Linked DNA regions of Lactuca sativa: region 1 is linked to region 2. A link is a contact called in public Hi-C data. All regions are on one chromosome and are shown on one strand. Each heading gives the region's core, a stretch centred on a gene start, on an enhancer-like site or on the middle of the called end of the contact. The rest is flanking DNA. Distances are from core to core; before and after follow the strand shown. Region 1 holds the start of LOC111881080 (protein FAR1-RELATED SEQUENCE 4). Region 2 holds the start of LOC111881102 (probable histone H2B.1).

Region 1 (6,151 bases), core at 3,137-5,636, 160 kb after region 2:
CCTGTTTAACTAAATGGGTTGAAAATCTCTATCTAACGCAACCTATTTAAGTAAACGGGTTGGGAATTCTCAACCCAACCCAAACTTTTTAGTAAATGAATTGAAATCGGTTTGACTTGTTTATTGTTTTAGCAACCCAACCTATTTACTAAACAGGTTAAACATGTTTAAATTTTCACAAAAAACTTCTTAATAATCAAATAATTCTTCAAATAAAATTGTTTATAATTTATAATAATTGTTCAAGTTTGAAAAATATACAGTAATAACTTTATAGGCCCATAATACAAACATATCTAAGTGTTTACAACCAAAAAACATTATAAACGTTTAATTTCTAAATTTTACACAACTCAATTATCACTTTTACCGACTTGCATTCCAATAATGGTTACTGGCCCATGGTTTTTGATAAATAAAAAATAACCAAAATATAATGATCAATAAATAATAATAGTAAATAAATATAAATAAAAAATATTTAAACTTTTTAAACGGGTTGACGGGTTGTAAAGGGATTAAAATTTTCAACCTTAACCCAACCCATTTAATTAAACGGGTTAAACAGATTGACCAATTTAATTAAATGGATTCAAAATTTTAACCCAACCTGCTACTTATTGGGTTGGAATCGGGTTGGGATTGACACCCCTAAATTGCTACACTTAAAAATATCGCAAATAGTGTAGTTTTGAAAAAAAAAAAAATAATTAAAAAAAAAATCTGCTACTCCTAAAATTATTGGTGTGCTACTATTACATTACATGCTTACTTTTTTTTTCTTATCTTTTCTTATCTGAACGATGGGATCTACCTACCTCCCATATACAATAAAAGTAAGATAATACTTAAACCATTAAGTATTTTTAAATATAAACCACTCCATTAATGTCAAAACGATTTCCTCTTATTATTTATTATACATATTGTTATTTTCTAAGTTTTCAATGCTATTTATTTTCTCTTTATTATTTGTTAGTTATGATAGCATCCTAGCTCTAGTAACATAAACCATAATGGTAATGGAAAACGGTGTTTGATGAAATGAACGATTAAGGATTGTAAATGGTTAAAATCCAAAATTCAAAACTAAAGTTCTTCCGGTTTTACCTTTCATCGATAGTCAACATACTATTGCTGTCTGTTGACTGTTGAATTAATGTTTGGTAGATTACTAGATGGAAATCTATATCTCAATAAGCAAAAATAAAATAGTTCCTGATATTTTCACAAAATTAACAGTGTGAATTAATATTTGCTAGATTACAATAAAATATTATCAACAAAAAGGGATAGAACTTGAACTAATGTGGAAGACGAGTGTTTTGTAATTGTGCTGAAGCTACATTATGAAACTGTGAAGATGCCACATTGTGAAACATTGTGGGTACTACTACTACACCTTGTAAATGTGGTGGCATCATGTTGTGTAATTGTAACAGCCTTGTGTTAGGAAGTTCCTGAAAAAATAAATATAACCATTTTTTTTATAATATTATATAAACAAATTATACTTATATTGATGGGGAAAGAATAAAGATTAAACACAAACCATGTGGTGAAAACTCGCATCGATTCCAATATTTACAACTTCTGGTTGTGTAGCTACCTGAATCATATGACATAAGTTTATTATTACCATGGTGAAAAGTTAAAAAATTATAACCAATTAATCAAATAAACAAATAAACAAACCTTCTCTTTCCCATTTTCTGTTCTCTTAACACCCTTTTTCAACTTCTCCACATTCAAATTAGGCACTTGCTCTTCTTCCTCATACGTTGATGTTGAAGGTCTTACACTTACTTCATTCACAACAGAATTATTATTATTATTATTATTATTTACATTCGAACATTGCACCAAAGCATCTTTTATTGCACCCAATGCAATCTTGTAACTCTCTTGAGAAATCGACCCTTCTTCCCCCAAAATTATAGCCCTCCTACATAAATCATTGAGTCTTCGTGTTTTCGTTTGTACATTTTCAAGTTTTTCAGAAATCGGGTACTTACTTTGAGCTGCATTTGTCCATCTTTGTAATACGTATTTAAACGGAACACTAAAGACACCAGACATTTGAAGAACAACAACTGCATGTCTACATAAAAACCCTTTAAACTCAAATGTCCTACAAGAACAATTAATATCCAATTGTGTCTCATTCCATTCCACCATGTAATCTTGACTTGTTTCAAAGTCTTTGACTACATAAGTCACACAATTCCCTTCTTCTTTTTCTATCTTTAAATGACACGCAGCTGCTCCCAACACTTCATCTTGAAACTTCTTGAAGATCTCATGAGTGTATACGAAAGATAACTGTTTTTCAAAGGGTGATGGGGATTTCAACTCGGGTGTATCATGCCACGTGTCGAAATCTGCTTTCGCTTGTTCTTCGTGTATATCTTCCATTATCACTTTGTATTGTTCTAGAAACTCTTTCAAAGAAGTTTCTGGATGAATGTATTTGTCAAAGAAGGAATTCGGACTCTCGGATCGAGAAAATGTAGACAAACCAGCGAAAGAAATGTTTTTTATAAAAGTTGGGGCCCACAGTTTGCGATCTTGGTATAAAGATTGAAACCATGTGTCATCATTAAGATTGAATTTGTTAACTAATTTACCCCATCTTTTATCAAACTTTTCTTCAGTCCATGATTTTTGTATGCATTTACTAAATTTTGCCATGAAAGTGTCATGCCATGGGTTTAAATAATCAAGTTGCCTTGAAACTTTTTCTAGAACATTCCATAGATTGTAACAATGTCGGGTGTCTGGGAAAACTGCTACAATGGCTGCTTCTAGAGAATTGCTTTGATCAGTGACTATTACATTTGGAGACTTACTTCCCATTGCTAAATACCATGTTTGAAATAACCAAATGAATGTGAATAATGTTTCATCTGCAATCAATCCACATCCAAGTAATGTAGGTTGACAATGTTGGTTGACACCGATAAAAAGAACCAATGGGATTTTATATTTGTTGTAAAAATAAGTCGTGTCAAAAGAAACCACATCACTAAAGTTTGTGTAATCATCCATGCCTTTTGCATCAACCCAAAATACGTTTCTGAGTTGATGTTCTTCGTTTAAATCAACAGCATAAAAGAATTTTGGATTCTCTTCTTGCATTGTGACAAATGATTCAAGAAGTATTTGAGCATCACCTTCTTCTAATGTCAAACTCCTACCCCTGTCATCTTGATTTCTAAGATAACTCTCCAAACCAGTTGATTGATATATGTTATATTGTTTTGACATGGAGGATAATATCGTCTTTCTACGTACCTTGGTGTCGTTCTTGAGAGGATCAGAGTTTCTATGGCTTCGGAAGAAATGTGATTGAGAAGGTAAAAGCTCATGGTTATGGTCTTTTATGAAACTATGAATGTACCATTTTCCATTTTGTCTTCTTTTGACATGCATACTTGCTTTACAACCTATTTTAGGTGAAGGTCTTGGATTGATTGCATCATCAGATTGCTGTTTGTTTCCGTATCTTATGCATGAGAATTTAGCATCAATGAACTCTTTTGATGCTCTTGAACGACGACTACTCAGTTTAGCAGTTCCAAATCCAACAGATTTCGCGTATTCTTTGTAGAATTCGTATGCTGCTTCGTTTGAATCGAATTCCATTGTTTCTTGAGGTTCTGATTTAATACTCTCTGAAACAGTATTAATATCCATATTTGCAGTGGTGAATGGAAGATGTTGAATAATTCAAAATTCAACCACAATACATGTTCACATTTGGTCTACCATATTCAGGGATACATAAGTATGTGTCTTGTTGATCCAGAAGATAGCCTGGAGATTGAAAGACAAAAAGTTAAATCAATGGTGAAGAATTTATAATTATTACATTTCCTAATTAAGCAAAAGAAAGAACATAGTTCATATGAACTGTGATGGAATTTAACACAAGTTTTTCGTCATAACTTAAGTTCAAAACCCAGACCGAAATTAGCTAAGATGTTCAAAGTAAATATGTAAAAACTATCAGTAAAGGTACAATTCATGAATCGAGAATCTGGCATGTAAATGTAAGTGTGCGTTGCATTAAAACGTTGAACTGCATATACGAATATTTAGGTTATTATAGCATCAAGCAACGAAATTTCATAAGTGAAAATGGAAATTCAGATCAAATACCGGGAAATATATGAGACGAGGAAGATTTCACCAAAATTGCAGATAAATCACGAGAGATTGAAGAGCTACCTAGGATATGGAGATGAAGGTAGCAGTAATTTCGATTGAGATCACAAGATTGCCAATGTATTCGCAGTTTCGATATTTTTAGGGTTTCTCTGGGAATTTGGGGGAGGATGAAGAAGAAGGTTTTAAAAGAACTTGGTTACATTTTGATCGGCTTCCGTACTCGCATTTGTATTTGCTTTAAAGTGCACTCGTGATGTAGAGGTGACACGTGTTATTCTTTGATTTAAGGGTAGATTCGGAATTAAAATAATGTTGCATTCCAAATTAGAAAAAAAAAATCCAAAACCCCCTAACTTTGTTCAAATTATATATTGGTCCTCGTATTTTTCATATTTTAAGTAGGTGACAATCAATTACATGATAAAAATATTTGACACACAACGAAATTAAGACGAAATTGAAATTCGAATTATTGTTTATTTAATGTTTCTGTCAAGTGTAAAAAATATTATGTTGTGTCGTATCGTGTTTGTATCAGATTTGACAGAAAATTGACATTATATTAATATGTGTTTTTCTTATTTTTTTGTGCTTTGTAAGATTAATGTTGAACAAAAGAAATTAAAAGTTTATTTTATTTCATCTTTTTCGTGTTTGTCATGTTGGTCGTTTTTATCGTGTTTAAAATGGATCGTTGTCATGTTAGTAAAGCAAACACGACATCATTGTTATGTCGTGTTCGTGTTTTATAAAAGTTGTCGTTTTGTGTTTCGTCAGCTAAAAATACGAAAGGACTATCCGATCTGCCACCCCTAACTTTACCCGATGCAAATTGTAAAATCATGTTAAACATCTTCTTTAAATGTTCTTGACAAGTTTTAACAGTTAAAAATTCATTAAAAATAATAACATATTATATATAATATGAATACAAGACTAAAACAATATGTCTATTATGCTTTCTGTTGTAACTTGATAAGAAGTTATTTTTTTGCCATCGAATTATTGATACAATATTAACAATGTATTAAGGCATGTAAAAATACAAGATCCAGTTTGTTTTACATCCACATTAGTACAAACAACCATGACCACCTAAGACAATCCCAACTACTCAAATATAGCCTCCAAGGCACATCTAATTTGGTTATGAGATGACAAATTCGGTGTTTTGGTAAACTACATGAAACGGATAATGGACTCGAGTCCAACTCTTGGAGTATATGGGTGCTCCTAGTTGTAGGGTCACTCATTTAAGGTGTAGCACCTTGCAGACTTGGACTATTTTTTATCCTCATGGGTCTTAAGCTTCTTTTAGGTAGGTTACACGACTCTCTTGACTCTTGAGGTTGAGGTGATGTGGGTTGGATTACTGAAAACCACATTTTTAGGCTTTGGTAAACACTCAATATTGTTGGATTGTGAAGTCTGATCTTTCTTTTGACCTCATTGTCAATACTGAGACTTAGAATGGAGTCTGGACCTTCCTTTGACTTCATTCCAAGGTATATGGTGCTCAGAAAAATGTTTATGATGCTCATAACAAAATTTGCGGTGCATTTCCATTAACTAGAAAGCTTGTTTTTAGATTATTAAGTTTTAGGCCTTTAAGCAGATTTTAGGTTAGCATGCGTTTATAAATAGATCTCCATGTATAATTGTACCCTAAGTATAAAGCATGTGCATAATGATTGTATTTTTACCACTAATAAAAACATTCTCTAGTTCGTATGTGGATTAGTTGATTACTTAATCGTGTAAATAATGTTAAATCTTTGCGTTCTTTTTTCTTCACATCTTATTATTGTGTGTCCGTTATTGTTTATCGATTCTTGATACTAACATATATAACATATAACATTAAATGAAAAATTGGTTCGCTGATAAGTTGGTTGGGGTTTGAATGTTACTCATTGAGTCACTTAATCTACTATAAAAGAATTTACGGTCAAAATGAAATATTTATTTGATATTTTTTTCT
Region 2 (5,856 bases), core at 2,557-5,056:
TTTCTCAAGAAACAGCAAATTCAACCCTCGCCCTTTCACACACAAACACCGGCATCACAACGGTGAAGTTCCCCAACCCCGGAACTAGCGATTCTGTCTTCTCAACATTTAGAATCATCTTAGCAAACTCAACTTCAAGTCAGTTTTCATCATATAAGGATGCTATTGGTAAAACCATCATGCTAGAGCCATACAACCTCCCCGGGATGTTAATTGTACAACAAGGAAAAGAAAAAAGTCTCGGAATCAGCGATTCCTCCGAACCCCGGAATTCATTATTCCGGATGGTGGAGGGAAATGAGGGAATGGTTAGATTAGAGTCTGATAGCCAGAAGGGTTGCTTTGTGTATAATTCGGGTGGAACCGTGAAGCTCAGCTGTGATTCTGGTGAACAGGATTCCGACTTTATGGGAGCAACTAGTTTTAAGGCGAACGGGGGAATCAGCAATTACCATCCGATTAGCTTCGTGGCAAAAGGGTTGGAAATGAATTTTCTTCTGCAGCCGTTGTTTAGTTTGAGGGATGAACACTACACAGTTTACTTCAACGTTTAATCCTAAAGTGTGTTGTTCAATCAAAGTAGGAATGGGGCACCCTCTAGTAGTTTATTTAAATGGATTGGATCGTCTTGCCTTTGATGTCTCTTTGTAGTGTATACTTGTTCGCTATGTATTTATTTATGTACAATGTAATACCCTCATTTTATAAACATAAATATATGATATAATATAAATGTCCACCGTGATCAAGCACAAATAGGAGCAATTAGCAAAATTATGGTTTAAGAACCAAAAAGGGCGATTTGTAATTGGAAGCCGAGTAAACTAACCAACTTTGAAAGCACTTTTTAACAGCGTAACCAATTTTTTGGAATTTCCGTAAAATAACCAGAGTATGTAGTGATACATTTTGGACCTGTTTTTAATCGGGTCACCCACATCATTAATCCTACCTATTACTATGGTCCCCCTATATATATCATTTCGGACAATCACTCGGAACGCCCATTTCGGACTACACCTTCTCCGGCCTACGCTTCGAAGTTGCAGGAAACCGGATTTTGGACTTACACTTTGTTGAAGGAGGTCGCTTGACAGTGAAGAGCTCGAGCATATGTGGGTATGTGTCGTTTCCTTTAGAGATTGTTATTTGGTTAACATATGTGGCATATGTTAAAAAATTGTTAGTGTTGTTAGTAGTTTTAATGAGAAATACTTTGTGTGAAATAGACTTTGATGGTATAAGGTTTTTTGTATGATTAATATTACTCTTAGCAACAGTTACTACAAGTAAAACCCTAAAAAATATGTTCTGAACACTCTACACACTGAAATGCAAAGATCTAATTTGGAATCCGTAGAATTTGTTTGGAATATGTAGATCGGTCCATAACAAAGGCCATTGTAGTTCGGAATAGTACACTAATTTTAATTTTTGTTTTGTAGCATGATGATATTAATAAGCGGTTGTCGCTACAAGCTACAAACCAGAATTAGGTAGGAAAATCATAGCCAGGTTATACCCTACCCCGGTATAGGTGGCGCTTTTTAGGGTATTTTGAATTTTTTAAATTCGAAAGTAAAATATTAATATGAATCAAATCACGATTTCATTGGAGTATACTTCACAAAATTGAAATCTCTCACGGAAGAATTGATAAATTTCTGTCCACCTTGTTTATGCGGAAAGTGTGAATGTAATTGAGTGAAGGAAATTGAATAATATGTTCAAACCGAACATGTTATGAACTTCGCTTGAAGGGTTTGAATGACTCGTTTTTCATAGAAAAGAAGTCAAACTTCGATTAATCAACAATCAATCGTGTATTTTTTGTAGTCACACAAGAAGAGAAGCATAAGTCATCATATATTCCCCATCACCAAAGTTATATTTGTATAATTGTATCCCAGCCTTGTTCTCTATTTCTCAGACCCGTCTACCTTGCATCCTATTCCACACGTTTGGAGCTACTATAAAAACATCCATGGAAGCGTTAAAGTTTCTCTCGTCGTTAAATAAAGGGTGTTCAGATTCTGACTCCCCAACCTCATCCGGTACTTTTATTTGTGGTATACACCACTCCACGTCCGTACACAAATTATTACAAGAATATCTCGAATGATTACTTTCATTGAGCCAATAATAACATTCAAATAAGTCATTTTAAATTTTTAACACACACTTTAACATATTTTGAGGTTGATTTATCTCCATGAACAAAATATCACCCATTTGTTGGAATGAAATAGAAGAGAATTGAACCTTTTCAACGATCATTCTGAGCAAATCTAGTCAGAGATGCATAAATATTGTATTTCCCAATCTAAATGGTGTAAGTTTCGAGCAAGACCGTCAAGATTTTCCACATGTAAGAACCTAGCAATGAGTAATGACATAAGATTCTCCACATATAAGAACCTAGCAATAAGTAATGACTAATGACACTTTATATTAACAAATTACAAATGGATGCAGTCATCGACATAGTATGTTGTTTGGCTCAAATTACTTTAAACAATCAATTTTAAAAAGTCAAGTATTTTTCTTAGAGCTCTCTAAATATGGATTACCTAATTGGAAATGTAGCAAATTCACGTTTTTATTTATTCTAGTTTATTGATATTAAAAAACACTTTGAAAACTAATGAATTTTTTTATAAAATTATCTCTAACTTAATTGTGTTGTTTATTATGAAATAAGAAGAGTGTTCAAAATAACTAAAATATTCGCGTTAGGGACTAAAAATGATTAATCGAAACTGTCCAGGTACCGAAGTGCAATAATCTAGTGTGAAGCAGAACAAAAATAAAAATGCAGTACATGGAAGCCTTCTCTGTATCAGAGCCAGGTTTCGATCCTGGGACCTGTGGGTTATGGGCCCACCACGCTTCCGCTGCGCCACTCTGATTTGTTGATTAAGCAGTGAATATTTAAACTAATCATTTTAGTACACTGTTTACATAAACAAAACACAGAGCTAACACATACTTTTTTAATTATTACTGGCATCTTTCATCTTTATTTACTACCAATACAGTAGATTTATTAGTATGTATTTTTAATTTTTCTCGAAAATAACAAGTTTATTTTAATTATTATAAATAAAAATTCAACATGGAAAACCAGTTCTTTAAACATAAATCTTGAATTAAATTCCAATGATTCACAAGAAAATATCAACTCCAATTCATTTGATACCTATTCATCGAGAAAGATAATGATTTTACAATCTGGAAACCCTAAGCCTAAACCAACATCAACATCAACATAAACCCTAAACCCCCAAATCTAAGAACTGGTAAATTTTGTCACAGCCTTCGTCCCCTCCGAGACAGCATGCTTTGCCAACTCCCCTGGCAAAACCAATCTCACCGCCGTCTGAATCTCCCTCGATGTAATCGTCGGCTTCTTGTTGTACCTCGCAAGCTTCGATGATTCTGAAGCAAGCTTCTCGAAGATGTCGTTAATGAAGGAATTCATGATCCCCATGGCTTTGCTTGAGATCCCAATATCAGGATGAACCTGCTTCAACACCTTAAAGATGTAGATCTTGTATGTCTCCACATTCTTCTTGCTTCTCTTCTTCTTCTTATCGGTGGCACCGGCGCCAGCTTCCTTGGGAAGCTTCTTCCCGGCCTTCGGTTTTTTCTCGGCAGGGGCTTTTTCAGCGACGGCGGCTTTCTTCTCTTCCACCGGCTTCTTTTCAGCTGGCTTCTTCTCTGCCTTTGGCGCCATTAAAAGGATTTGAATTTAATTAAAGAGAGACTGATTTTGCAGTGAGTGAGAGATGGCTTGTTGTGGTTGTGAAAAGGAACAGACGAAGGCTTGCATTTATATATGGTTGAGAGGCGTGATCTTATTGGTCAATATTAGTTGTCCCGGATCGTGCTTTGAAAATTGAAATGTTGTAAATTACAAATTTTCCCCCTCTATTTTTATGGATCTAAAATTCAAAAACCAATTTGGTTTGAATTTGTCTTTTTTATTATAGCTCAAAAAAAAATTGTCACCTTACTATTTAATTATATTGTTTTTAATTAAAATTAAACATCATTATGAACTTTTTATTAATTTAACTAATTTATTCTTATCTATCTAAAATGTTATATAAAACTCTCTCGTTTAACTAATTTTTATTTAAATGCGTCATAGTTTAATATAAACACACTCACGTATAAACGATTCACATATTACTATAGTATATATTTATATATTGTATATTTTTTATTTATAAACTTTAAATAACTAATGAATATTTAAAATTAAATCAAGGGGTAAAATATAATGTTATTAAAGGGAAAGAGTTATAGTGTTTTCTACCATGTCTTCTCCAAAACAAACCACACCCTCAAGAAGAAAGAAGAAAAAATCTTTAAAATTCGACAACATGCATTCATCAAATCTTTCACTAAACCCTACATCACCAAATCTTTCACTAAACCCTATATCATCGATACCTAATAGACCCTCGTTCGATCAACTACTCTATTGTCCTGAAAATTACCATTTTACAGACATGGCTCCAAATATGTATCAATATCCTCAATACATACCAATTCCATAATAAAAAAAAACTTCCAACAACAAAACCTTTTACAAACCTAAACTAGTTTCCAAGCCCAAAACACCAACCGAATTGAACCAACCTTTAACTCATTTGAGACGGTTATTGAACCCAATTTGCTTCCCAACAAAATTCCCAAACCTAGCCATGATGCCTAATCAATAAAAGATACCGATTTTTCTTTGGACGGGTCCACTCCACAAGCTGAATCGAAAGAGGAGCCCATGTCACAACAAAAAGAAAAAGGAAGGATCCAACGCTAAGGTTGGACTGCCATAAAAGATAAGATGTTAGCTGAAACATGGGTTGACATATCGGAAGATTCGACGAGAGGCGATAACCAAGATGGCAAAACATTCAAGATAAGAGTTTGGAAAAGTTTTTGTAATTGGATGGGAAAAACGTATCACTCATATGAGCAAATTTATTCCAAGTAGACAACGACTAACAAAAATACAACGAAGTTTAATGTCATTTATACGAATACCGTATGTAATACGCAAAGTGGTGTTATTGAAGTGGACATTACTACAAATGCTCGTGGCATTTGCCAAGCAAGACACAATAAACCTTTTTGAAAATGAGTCTTTTGAATAGTTATGCACAAAAAAAAATCAAAATGGCTTTGTCTTAAATCGGTGTACGAATTTACAGGTATAATTTCACCAAAAAAAAAAAAGCAAATCGATTTAGAAAAATCACAGCCAATCATCTGACGGCCATGTCGGATCTAACCTTAACAACGCGAACCCATATGAAGTCTCAGATCGTCCTATGGGACATGATAATGTAGAAAAGAGGCTCAAATGTGTTAGTTATTCTAGTTATATTGACGCCACAAGCGAGCAACTTCAATGCGGAACACCAAAATTGAGAAAAAAAATTGGAGAGGGATGAAATCAAACAAAAATCTAAAGGACTACTCTTCATTCAATACGATAGTAAGTTGGTCGAGTTGAGTTGTCAAATTGTGGAAAATGTGAAGGCGGATCTTGACAAAAAAAAATAACTAGGATAAGAATGTTTGAAGTTATTTATTAAGTTTAGGTTTAAGTCATTTATGTTTTAGGTGTAGTATTAAGTTGTGTTTTATATTTTAGTTTAGGTCATTTATATTGTAGGTCAAGTATTTTAATATTATTATGTTTGTGTTTTTAAAATTCAGTAGTTGTTAAAAATTAATATCTTTTAACGAAAAAATAACTGTTTAAAAAGTAAATATTCATTTAAAATAATTAATATTTGTTTAACAAAATTCATAACTGTTAAAGAATTAAACAAAATAATAAAA

What was found. A called contact is a pair of places that touch in the nucleus more often than the background predicts.
Region 1: a contact with region 2 is called in a Hi-C map of leaf, with 5 times the contacts expected there. The contact joins the promoter of LOC111881080 here to the promoter of LOC111881102 in region 2. A contact is called at or near these places in 2 of 4 Hi-C or Micro-C datasets (leaf and seed).

What each region holds. Positions count from the first base shown.
Region 1 is chr1:83,964,338-83,970,488 of Lsat_Salinas_v11, forward strand. It overlaps LOC111881080 (protein FAR1-RELATED SEQUENCE 4), which reads right to left and starts at 4,387. Exons shown (of 4, transcript XM_023877472.3): 1 at 4,231-4,387; 2 at 1,696-3,816; 3 at 1,553-1,609; 4 at 1,198-1,460. The coding sequence starts at 3,696. The coding sequence ends at 1,305.
Region 2 is chr1:83,807,054-83,812,909 of Lsat_Salinas_v11, forward strand. It overlaps LOC111881102 (probable histone H2B.1), which reads right to left and starts at 3,807. Exons shown (of 1, transcript XM_023877498.3): 1 at 3,128-3,807. The coding sequence starts at 3,736. The coding sequence ends at 3,290. It overlaps LOC111881088, which reads left to right. Exons shown (of 12, transcript XM_042901737.2): 12 at 1-739. The coding sequence ends at 554.